2 separate regions of the Mus musculus genome follow, and region 1 is linked to region 2. A link is a contact called in public promoter capture Hi-C data. All regions are on one chromosome and are shown on one strand. The core of a region is the stretch at or near the end of the contact, and the rest is flanking DNA. Distances in the headings are between cores, read along the strand shown. Region 1 overlaps Dupd1 (dual specificity phosphatase and pro isomerase domain containing 1). Region 2 overlaps Camk2g (calcium/calmodulin-dependent protein kinase II gamma).

What was found. Promoter capture Hi-C pulls out the DNA fragments that hold promoters and counts their contacts.
Region 1: a contact with region 2 is called in a promoter capture Hi-C map of hippocampal neurons, with 6 times the contacts expected there. The contact joins two enhancer-like sites. A contact is called at or near these places in 5 of 39 promoter capture datasets (HPC-7-derived erythroid cells, hematopoietic stem and progenitor cells, hippocampal neurons and 2 more).

What each region holds. Positions count from the first base shown.
Region 1 is chr14:21,704,250-21,708,975 of GRCm38.p6, forward strand. All of the region lies in intron 1 of Dupd1 (dual specificity phosphatase and pro isomerase domain containing 1), which reads right to left. Among named protein-coding and RNA genes, the nearest start is that of Dupd1, 8.0 kb to the right of the region's middle. Within about 2 kb of position 2,877, at least 142 of the 459 cell types and tissues checked have an H3K27ac peak or open chromatin away from gene starts, as enhancers often do. A contact at or near this core is called in hematopoietic stem and progenitor cells and hippocampal neurons, where this site is marked.
Region 2 is chr14:20,784,939-20,790,140 of GRCm38.p6, forward strand. The region is part of intron 2 of Camk2g (calcium/calmodulin-dependent protein kinase II gamma); the gene reads right to left. Among named protein-coding and RNA genes, the nearest start is that of Camk2g, 6.5 kb to the right of the region's middle. Within about 2 kb of position 1,298, at least 176 of the 459 cell types and tissues checked have an H3K27ac peak or open chromatin away from gene starts, as enhancers often do. A contact at or near this core is called in hematopoietic stem and progenitor cells and hippocampal neurons, where this site is marked.

The DNA of each region.
Region 1 (4,726 bases), core at 1,627-4,126, 920 kb after region 2:
ACCCAGGGCTCTGTGCATGGTAGGCAAGCTCTCACCCAACCTAGCTGCTTCTCCACCCCAGCTGTGCCACCTTATAGGAGGGGCTTGACCATCCATGGACTTTGGTACCCTGAGGGCCTGGAACCTCTGCTCCGTGGGTCCTGAAGGAGGATCGATCATATTTACATAACACTTGTTTTGAGACAGGTGCCATTCTTCCAATGTCCTTAAAGTCACTAACTCAGTCTTAACTCTCTGAAAGTTGCCCTGTTACATATGAGAGAAATGATAAAGATGTTTGGCACATGCAGCACCCGCCTGCTGAGAGGGAAGGTGGTGGAGATGACATTGTGATGGGAGAAATGAAAAAAAAAAAATCAGAAAGTCTGGGAGCCTCGGAGAACACCAGGCTCAAGCACTACTCGGAATACAATTTGGGAGGCTCGAGCGCCTCAGGAAAGGACATTCTGGACATAGGTACTAAAACTAGCTCCAGTGGACTCGAACAATTAAATGCTTACATGGTGATTATACTTGAAACAAGCTCACAGTCTAGAAAGGTGGCTCAGCAGTTCAGAGCCTGTGCGGCTCCTTCAGAGAACCTAAGTTTAGTTCCAGGTACCCACATGTCAGGTGGTGCACAAGTGGCTATGACTTGAGTTCCAAAGGTATCTATTACCCTCTCTCCTAGATGTTGTTAGCACCTGCTCTTATGTGCATTCTACACACATACAACACACACACATACACAAATGCACACACACACACGATTAAAAATAAATCTTTTGGGGGGGTTGGTTTTTTGTTTTGTTTTGTTTTGTTTTGTTTTCGAGACAGGGTTTCTCTGTATAGCCCTGGCTGTCCTGGAACTCACTTTGTAGACCAGGCTGGCCTTGAACTCAGAAATCCGCTTGCCTCTCCCTCCCAAGTGCTGGGATTAAAGGCATGTGCCACCACGTGCGGCTGTGGTGTTCTGTGTGTCTGAGTTCGAGGCCAGCCTGTTCTACAGAGTGAGTTCCAGGACAGCCAGGGTGATACAGAGAAACCCTGTCTCGAAAAAAACCAAAATAAATAAATAAATAAATCTTTAAGCTGGATATACTGACAGATAATCCCAGCACTCGGGAGGCAGAGGCAGGCAGATCTCTGAGTTTGAGGCCAACCTGGTCTACAAAGTGTGTTCTAGGACAGCAAGGGCTACACAGAGAAACCCCGTCTCAAAAAAAAAAAAAAAAAAAAAAAAGGTAAAACACTAAAATACTAACATACTAACAGATAGAATTTGCATCATAAACATAGTTGGAAGGCCAGCAAGATGCCTCAGCAGATAATAAAGTCCTTGCTGTATAAACCCAGAGACCTGAGTTCAATCCCCAGAGCCACATGAAAGAGGAAGGAAACAGACTGTAAAGGGTTGTCTCTGGCTTGCATACATTCACTGTGGTATGTGCACATATAAAGTAAAAATTTCAAAATATAGTTGGATAAATGCAAAAAAAATGCAGTACTGGAGGCTAGGGGTGCTGATGGGGGTGTGTGTGAAGCAGGATTGGCTGGGGGGTGACTGAGTCTGGACGATGGATACAACATAGCTACTGTTTCTCTTTCTGTGCGTTTGGCATTAACTGTGATTCAGTTTCCAAAAGTTCTGGGCTCACGGGTACATGCCTATGGTCCAATATATTCTGGGAGGATGTTTCAGACCAGGAATCTAGGAGTTCAGAATGAGACCCCAATCTCTTAAGAAAAATTTAATAAATTTTAAGGGCAATGAAAAGACCAAACCCATGGTGTCAGGGATTCAGTTCTCCCAAGTTCACAAGAGGTGCATGAAAAGATCAGTAGCTAACAGTGTCTGCCATGGGGATGGGGGAGGCCAGGCTCTGGGATTTCTTCCTTGTGATAGACTGATTCCTGGAGTGAGAACCTCGTCAGGCAGAGGGACCCTGCTTTGGAACCTGCCAGTCTGTTTGTAAAGGCCAGCTCTCCTAGAGTAGCAGCTGAAAATACAGATTCTGGGATTATACACTGGGCCAAGGCAGGGCCTGAAAGCCAACATTTTAACAAGATCCCAGGAGAGTCTATGCTTGCTGATAATCATGATTGACTGCCATGTGACTGAAGAGTCAAGAGAAGGGTTGTAAGGATACCACAAACACCTTCTGTCTTCTCGCTGATATAGGAACAGGGTATTGGTTCCTGATGCAGATCCAGGCCTGGGAGAGGAAGGGCTTGGACCACTTGGATGCAGGCTTCCTAGGTCTCCTTGATCTCTAAAGTAAATGGATGGATTGAGGGGTGAATGGATGAACGGATGAATGAGAGAAATGAATGGCAAAGGCCTGTGCGGCCTGGCTGGGAACTCAACTAGGGCTTTGGAAGCAGGGTTGAGGCTCTGCTGACCTGACTCGGAACAGGGGAAGAAAGTGCAGAGGGGACTCAGGGTGGACGCTGTCTCCTCCCTAGGGTGGTTGGTGAGACCTGCACTTGACTCCAGGGCCTGCCTGCTGGGGTTTCGGGGAGGCGGGGTAGCCATATTGCAAGGCTTGGCTGGAGCTTCCCTTGTAGGAACCAGCCCCGACTCCTCCGTCTCCTAAGACCGTAGTTACAACTTCCCTTTAGGACCACAGCAGCCTCAATTACAAAGACGTGCTGTTCAGTGCACCCCCATGGCACCCACTCATCTTATTTCTAAGTCTGGCATCATATTCCTAAATACTATGGCTTAAATCCCTTTGAGTCCTGCTTGTTGCTAAGGGGACTTGGAGAGATGCGATTTTAGGGAGATGCTGGAGTCTGTTCCGCTGTGGATCCTCCAGTCTGCCTTCTCTGACCACTGAAGCTGACTGCGCCCTTGGTGGGGCCTCTTTCCCCTCGTTAAGCTGTGGAGGGAACCAACCCTGGCCTGGCCCTGCATTATAGCTTTGGCTGAGTTTCCAGACAGAAGAGGAAGTGGTGTTGTGTACCCAGAGCGACTTGGCATTTAGAAGGGGCTCTGGGATCTATTATCTTCCAGCGCGATGCAGGAAAGAGAACAAAGCACAGGGCTGTCCAGAAACCACAGGCCTGTAATCTTTCCAAATGCTGAAGACGGCCTGTGCACCCCCAAACCCCACCCACACAGCTCCCAAATCTCTTGTTCTCCCAGAGGCAGGGAGAATCTGTGTCCCAGATCACAGCCAAAAGGGGAAGACAGATCTGCTCTGTTTGGTTTCCATAGATTCAACCCAGAGATTAACTGCCAAGGTCTCCATGACACACCATATCAATCACAGGCTAAATGTCATAATGAGATCTGGGCAGGCTGTCAAGACAGGCTTCCAGAATCCTGTTACAGCTTCATCCTTAAAGATTTGGACCCGAGGAATCAAACACCAGCTCTGAAGGCTCTTGGCCTGGGAGAGCATCCTTCTCAGAGAAACAGAAGCCAACTCCGGCTCCTTCACAAAGGGGACAGGCTGATGACATAACTAGCATAGTGGAAGGAAGTAGTTGGATACTAAAGAACAAACAATAGCTTGACTACTAGTGGTAAGGAAGAAACATTAGGGAGTAGTGGGGACTGTGGCACATTAAATAGAGCCAGTGCCCCCTCTGATTTGGGCAGCAAACTGTCATTCCGTGTGCAAATGCAATCCAGATTTTTAAAATATTGTTTAGAGATATATATGTTTTCAAATTTTATTTACTTTGGGGGGTGCATTTCATAGTACATGTGTCCTTAGTACGCACAGCACACGTGTAAAGGTCAGAGGACAAATAGTAGAAGTTGGTTCCCTTGCACCATTTGGGTTCTGGTGACTGAACTCGAACTTGGCAGCAAGTATTTTTGCCTACTGAGCCATCTTGCTGTTTCTTAATATATCAGAAAATGTTTTTATTACATGCATGAGTGCATGTACTGGTGTATGTATGTGTATATCTGCATGGATATGTACATGTGTGCACTTGAGTGTGTATGTGTGTGCATGTGTATGAGCACACCTGCATCCTGCATGCACACACCTGCATGGATATGTGTGTGTATGTGTACATGTGTGTGTGTGCATATGTGTACGTGCAAGATTGCATGGATGTGTGCTTGTGTTGTCAGAGGACAGCATGTGGGTCCTGGGGGATGAGGTTCAGGTCCCTGGGTTTGCCAGCGAGTGCTTTTACCTGCTAGGTCATCTAGCCAGAGAGCCAGCACATGCTTGGAAACTATTGGCTTTGTTTTGTTTTTGAGACAGGACATCAATATATAGACCTGATTGGCCTAGAAGTCACTATATAGACTAGACAAGCTTTAAACTTTGAGCAGTCCCCCTGCCTCAGCCTCCCAAGTGCTGGGATTGCCGGTATAAGACGCTATGACAGGGTTAAAGTTACAGTTTTGAAATCAGATCAAAACCTGAAGTTCTTTTGCTGCAGTTTTCTCCTGCAGCACAAGAAACCAAATGCAGGTACCCCACCCTGAAAATGGCGGTGCGGAGCAACAAGAGCCAATGTGCTCTTAAGCAGAGTTGTGGCCCACTGGTGGATAGGTAGGGAAAGGCCTGGGGCCTCAAGCTAACATGTAAAGATTTTCCAAGCTAGAGACATCCATGTACCACTGAGATCGAGGGTTCCCGATGTCACCTTGGAGAACCCTGTAGCTAGTTATGTTAGCTCTTTCATGACCCAGCCTTACAGACATGTTTGTGCTGGCTTGAGGAAATTAAAGAGAAAAGAACACATCATGGTTCACTTAATCCCAGCACATGGGAGG
Region 2 (5,202 bases), core at 48-2,547:
TCCTGCCATCCCCAAGTTCAGTTCAGTGAGCCATGTGGTTTCTGCCTCCCACAGTCTCTTACACCATGACAGCCTGACCTCTCTAGTGGTCACGGCTCATCTCTTTCTCCCCATATCTCCTGTTCTATAGTCTCCTCAGAAGACAAAGTGTTCTACACTAGTAGGAACAGAAAATTATTTGTAGAGTACCTTTCTTGAACACAGCAATCTCAACATTAAAAGGAGTAAAGCTATTGAATTTTCTTGGTTTATGGTGGTGGGACCAGGCCTAGGCTTGGCATATGAAGGTACGGACAAACCAGCAGGTACTCTTGCCACAAAGCCAGCTTCCTTCCTTTCCTCAATGACTACTTCAGGGTAACTTGGACCTTCCCTAGCTGACCCACCTCTCACCCACCTTTCTGTAAGGCTCCTCCCACCCCACAGCCCAGCCCCCCCTTCCTGTTTGACAACAGCCACTTCCTGCCTGCCTGTGTGCTATTGCCATGGAGACCTACCCTGCAGGCCTCCAGCCTAGCTCCAACCACAGACAGCCCTCTTGCAAGGTTTCCCCCTTAACTGCAGAGGTGACATCAGGATCAGAAAGGAGAAGCAGCCTTTTTAGGAGCCTGTCCCCACTTTCTTGGCCTTGCTCGGGCTTTTCCCCAGCTGTCAACCTAGGGCAGAGCCAGGCCCCCTAGGAAACAGGGATAACTGGAAACACTGCCTCTTCAGCCTTCTGCTCAGGTGCTTCAGGACTTGGTCTAGGACACCACAGTTTCACAGGCAGGGCAGCAAGGAGTGACCGGATATAGCAAGGGGAGCAGAGATGGTTATCAGGTGGTAAGGCAACTGCAACTCGTACAGCTAGTGGCACACAGAACCCCACAACTGCCTCTTCTCTCCTGCCCAAAAGAAGCCTACTCCAAATATATTTGCCTTCGTTTCAAGAGTGCTGGCCACTGATTCTCCATGGCTCTCCCAAGGACCTACACACTGATTTAGCAACATTTCTCTAAAACCACAGAAGCCAGCACTAGGTTCAGATAAGAGGTCTGATATCACACAGACATACAACCTTCTGCAGGTAGGAAAGGACACATGGTCATATTATGGCTACAAGGACTCTTCTTGAATTCCAATCTCAATGACATCTTTCCCTCTGAAATCTCTGCCTGTGGCCTCAACATCAGCTGTGAGAAGCCCCCGGCAGCCCCAGGTGGAGGCAGTCTTCTCTTACTCCCCTCCTGAGTGCCCCACCTTCCCTCACACACAGCTGAAACCCTGCTCCTTGGGCCTCACTCTGAGGAACAGGAACAAGGGCAGCACAGGGCTGTCGTGTCATAGTCCACCTTCCTCTGCTGCTTCTACACAGCATCACCCCTTGGGCACCAATGAGTGAGGATCTCCAGCCACAATCCCACTGACCTCCCCCGACACCATGATGCTATATCCCTTCCTCTTTGAAGGTGCAAAGAATCTCCGATTAAAGGCAAAGTCGGTCAAGCCAGGATGCAGAGTCTTGTAATGCCTTCAATCAGCATATAAGCGGGGCCAGCTAATGGTTATGAATGCAGAGGACAGGACCTGAAACACACCCACGGCACCCCTCTGCCTCTGTCCCTTACACAGCACACATACAAATACCCTGTCTCCAGCTTGAACCCAAACAGTTCCAATCAGACCACAGAAGTCCTGAGCCTCACCGTGGCCTCTGGCTCTCAAGACAAGGAAAGGCAGATCGAGGAGGGAAAGGCAAAGGCGCCAAGACACACCCTAAGGTTCAAGCTCCAAGCTTGGACGGACAGAATCCCCATGGGCACACTAGCAAGCCCCAAGAAGGCAAGGCTCTGCCTTTGGGCACCCTGGCCACTTTACAGGGTCAGCTCCATGCCCCTAGTGGGTGCCCCTAGCCTTTGCCCACTGTTTTGGTGACATTTCCTTCATGGTAACCAGCCCCAAGTAAAACATCCCAGGAAGCAGCCCCTAAAAATAGCTCCTCCCAGGGCAGCAGCAAGGGAGGGGGAGGGGAAAGAGAGGGAGGAGAAAAGAGGGAGCAGATGGGAACCTGCTGTTGCTGATGGTGATAGGGCCCAGGAAGTAGAAATGGTGTATGTGTGTGTGTGTGTGGGGGGGGTGGCTAGAAATGCCCCCACCAGAGTCTAAGAAAAAAATGGGGTACAGAAGACTGCGGCAATAAAGAGAGGTTTATTCTGCTGGGCTTAGAGTTATCTGTGGTGCTGGACGGAAAGCTATGGGATGACACCAAGATTCATCCCAGAACAAAGGACTAGAACCTGGGTTTAAAAGATAAAATCCTAGCACTTGGGAGGTGGAGGCAGGAAGATCAGGAGTTCAAGGTCATCCTTAACTACAAGAGTTTGAAACCAGCCTGGGCTCAATGAGATTGGGGAGGGGGGGTAAGGCAAGCAGGAAGGGTTGAAATGCCCCTCGAGGGGATCCAAAGACCATACAGTCTAAAGAGTCATAGATCTGAGCATCAACAAAACTGTAAGTATCTAAAGCTCAAAACAAACCCACAACAAATCTTTTATGCCTCGGTTTCCACAAGGCAACATCTTCCATAAAGCAACATTTGTCTAGTTATGTGCAGGTGACAAAGGGCCTCTCTCTACAGAGGCCCTCAAGAAGTGCAAAGTCCCCATCTCTTTCTGTCAGCACTCTGTGGCACCCATGGGATCAGCCCCTGTCCATTGCCAAAGCTGTTCAGAAAGCAGCAACAAGCACAGGCAGGGGAATGGGAGGTGACCACACAAACCCCCCACCTCCCCACCCCCAGCCACCCCGCTCCAGCCTCAGCAAAGAATGGGGCTGGTCCTCCCCTCTAGGGTTTCAGCACAGCTTCTGACAAGACATGATTGACAAGCAATGGGAAAAAAAAATCAGGGTTCTCTTTTACAGAATGGGACACATTTTAACCTGTATCCCCACCTAACAGCACCCCCGATCCTTCTGGGAAGGTGGTTAGGAGGACAAGGTGACAGGTCAGTGCTCTACAACTAAGTTCCGCGCCTCTCATCCTGACTGTCTGAAGCCTTGGCACAGAGAAGGACAGGACCTCCACCCTACTCCCCCATGCATGGCAGGGAAGCATTCAGAGGTGCTCAATCACTTATATCCAGGAAACCATTGCTTTGTGTCTAAAAATCAGCCTATTTTATCCTCAACTGAAAAGTTTGTTTTTACACAGAACCTCCGAAATCTCCCCTGGAGTCCCAGAGGTGCAGGGCACCTTCTAACTGTTCTCTTTCCATTCCTACACCATCCTGATCTTCTCCTCCCCTCCCCTCCCCCAGATCCTTTAACAGGAAAATCTTACTTGGAGATACCACAGGGGACACAAATGTCATGGGGGCTACTCAGGCCAACACCAAGGGGGTGGGGACTTTCAGCTGGCACCATTCAGGGGGATCCCATTTCAGTCCCCAGGGCCAGCTGGACCCAGAAAGGGACAGCCTTTACCCTTCTGGTAGCCAACATACCACACAACATCAGATACTCAGCCTGCCATGGCCTCAGACACAAAGTGACACCCCAAACGGGGATAGAGAGTAAGGCCCCTAATCACAGATCAGCTCATGTGCACAGACGGCCATATGACAGCGGAGACCACCTGAGATGCCACGTGAAAGTTGGGCAAAGGTGTTCGTGGTAAATCCCAGGAGACACCTAGAGTGACCGGTAGTGACAGCGGTGATGCTTTGTGACTTCATCTGTTTGGTTTGTTTTGAGGCAGGGTTTTAATATATATCCTAGGCTGGCCTTGAACTTGTGGCAATCATCCTGTTTCAGTCTCTAGAATACTGAGAATAATAGCCTGTGTCATCATCTACTGATTCCTTAAAAAGTGGCTCATAGGTTAACTGAAGCATGTGTTAAAATGCAGATGCTGGGGGACCCCAGGCCTCTCAGAGCAGAACTTCTGTGGATAGAAACCAGGGAGCGCTATTGTAACCAGTACTCAAAAGTGAGCTTCACTGACATTGAAAGAGGGGTCCTATAAGGCCATCAATGACAAGAAGAATCATAAAATAAACTGCTTTATGCCCCAAGCACAGTCTTTATCCTCATCTGTTCTCTCCAAAGCAGTCTGGCCACTGAATCAAAATGGGGGAACCCATGTCAGCCAAGGTCCAGGGTCTCTAGAAACTTGACTTTCAGTTCCCCGGGAGCCAAACCCCAAAGGCAACCACAACCGGTTATCTAGCCTTCTTAATCCATCCGTTTTATACAGACATACTTGCTGTGTCTCAGGTGCTTTGCTAGGGCCTGCCTACACAGAAGCAAAGGAAAAAATAAGGTCTTTCCCCTCACCTCTCAAGTCCTCCTTGAGAGGATGACTTTTCTTATACCTAGTTTCAGCAAAAACTTCTTGACATGAAGTATACAGACAAACGAATAAATAATATAGCAACTGCTGGACTAGATTTCATAACACTGTTTCTGGTAGCATCCCTCCTAAGGCCAAGGGCATTACTCCAGTATCAATTTCAGTCAACGGATCTGGAATCCAGATAAAATAATCCAAATACAGAGGTTTCTTATGGTGCCTCCAAGGATAAACCCCAAGCTACACAGAAATCAGAAAGGACCATTTGCTGCCCTTCAACTGGAGCAATACGGAGGAAATGCTTTGGATATAAGCAAAGAGAGCAGGATATAAAATGTTATGCTCTACGAGGTGAAAATCTGTATGCATATGAATAAAGATAAGAAGGGAATATGAAGATTTAAAAATAAAAAAAAGACATAAGGGCTCAGGCTCTTTGGGGGGGGGTGCTCTTAAATCTTAAAATAACGTCTTATCATTGCTGTCACCTGGCCCACTAGCTCCTGCATCCAAGCCTATTTTAAATGCCTCCTTCAGCCTAGGAGAGCTAAGCTTGGAACCATGGGCTCTCCTTTACAAGTCCCAAGTCCCTACCCATCACTGCACTGAAGCAAAAACAGTGATGTTACACAGCTTTCAGTGCCTATGTGGTCAGGCCTGCAGACAAAGAACCAAAACGATGCTCGATGCACACCTGTATGAGCAGCCTACCTGAAAACTCAGCCACCGATGCTGGCTTCAGAGGCCACAATGACAAGAAAGTACAGCCCCCAAGAAAGCTTCCTCTCTAGACCTGACACCCAGAACACTAAGTTGCCTCTCTGGGGCCTCTGCGGCCATCTCATTATGGACAACAAGCAAAAGCAGCTCTC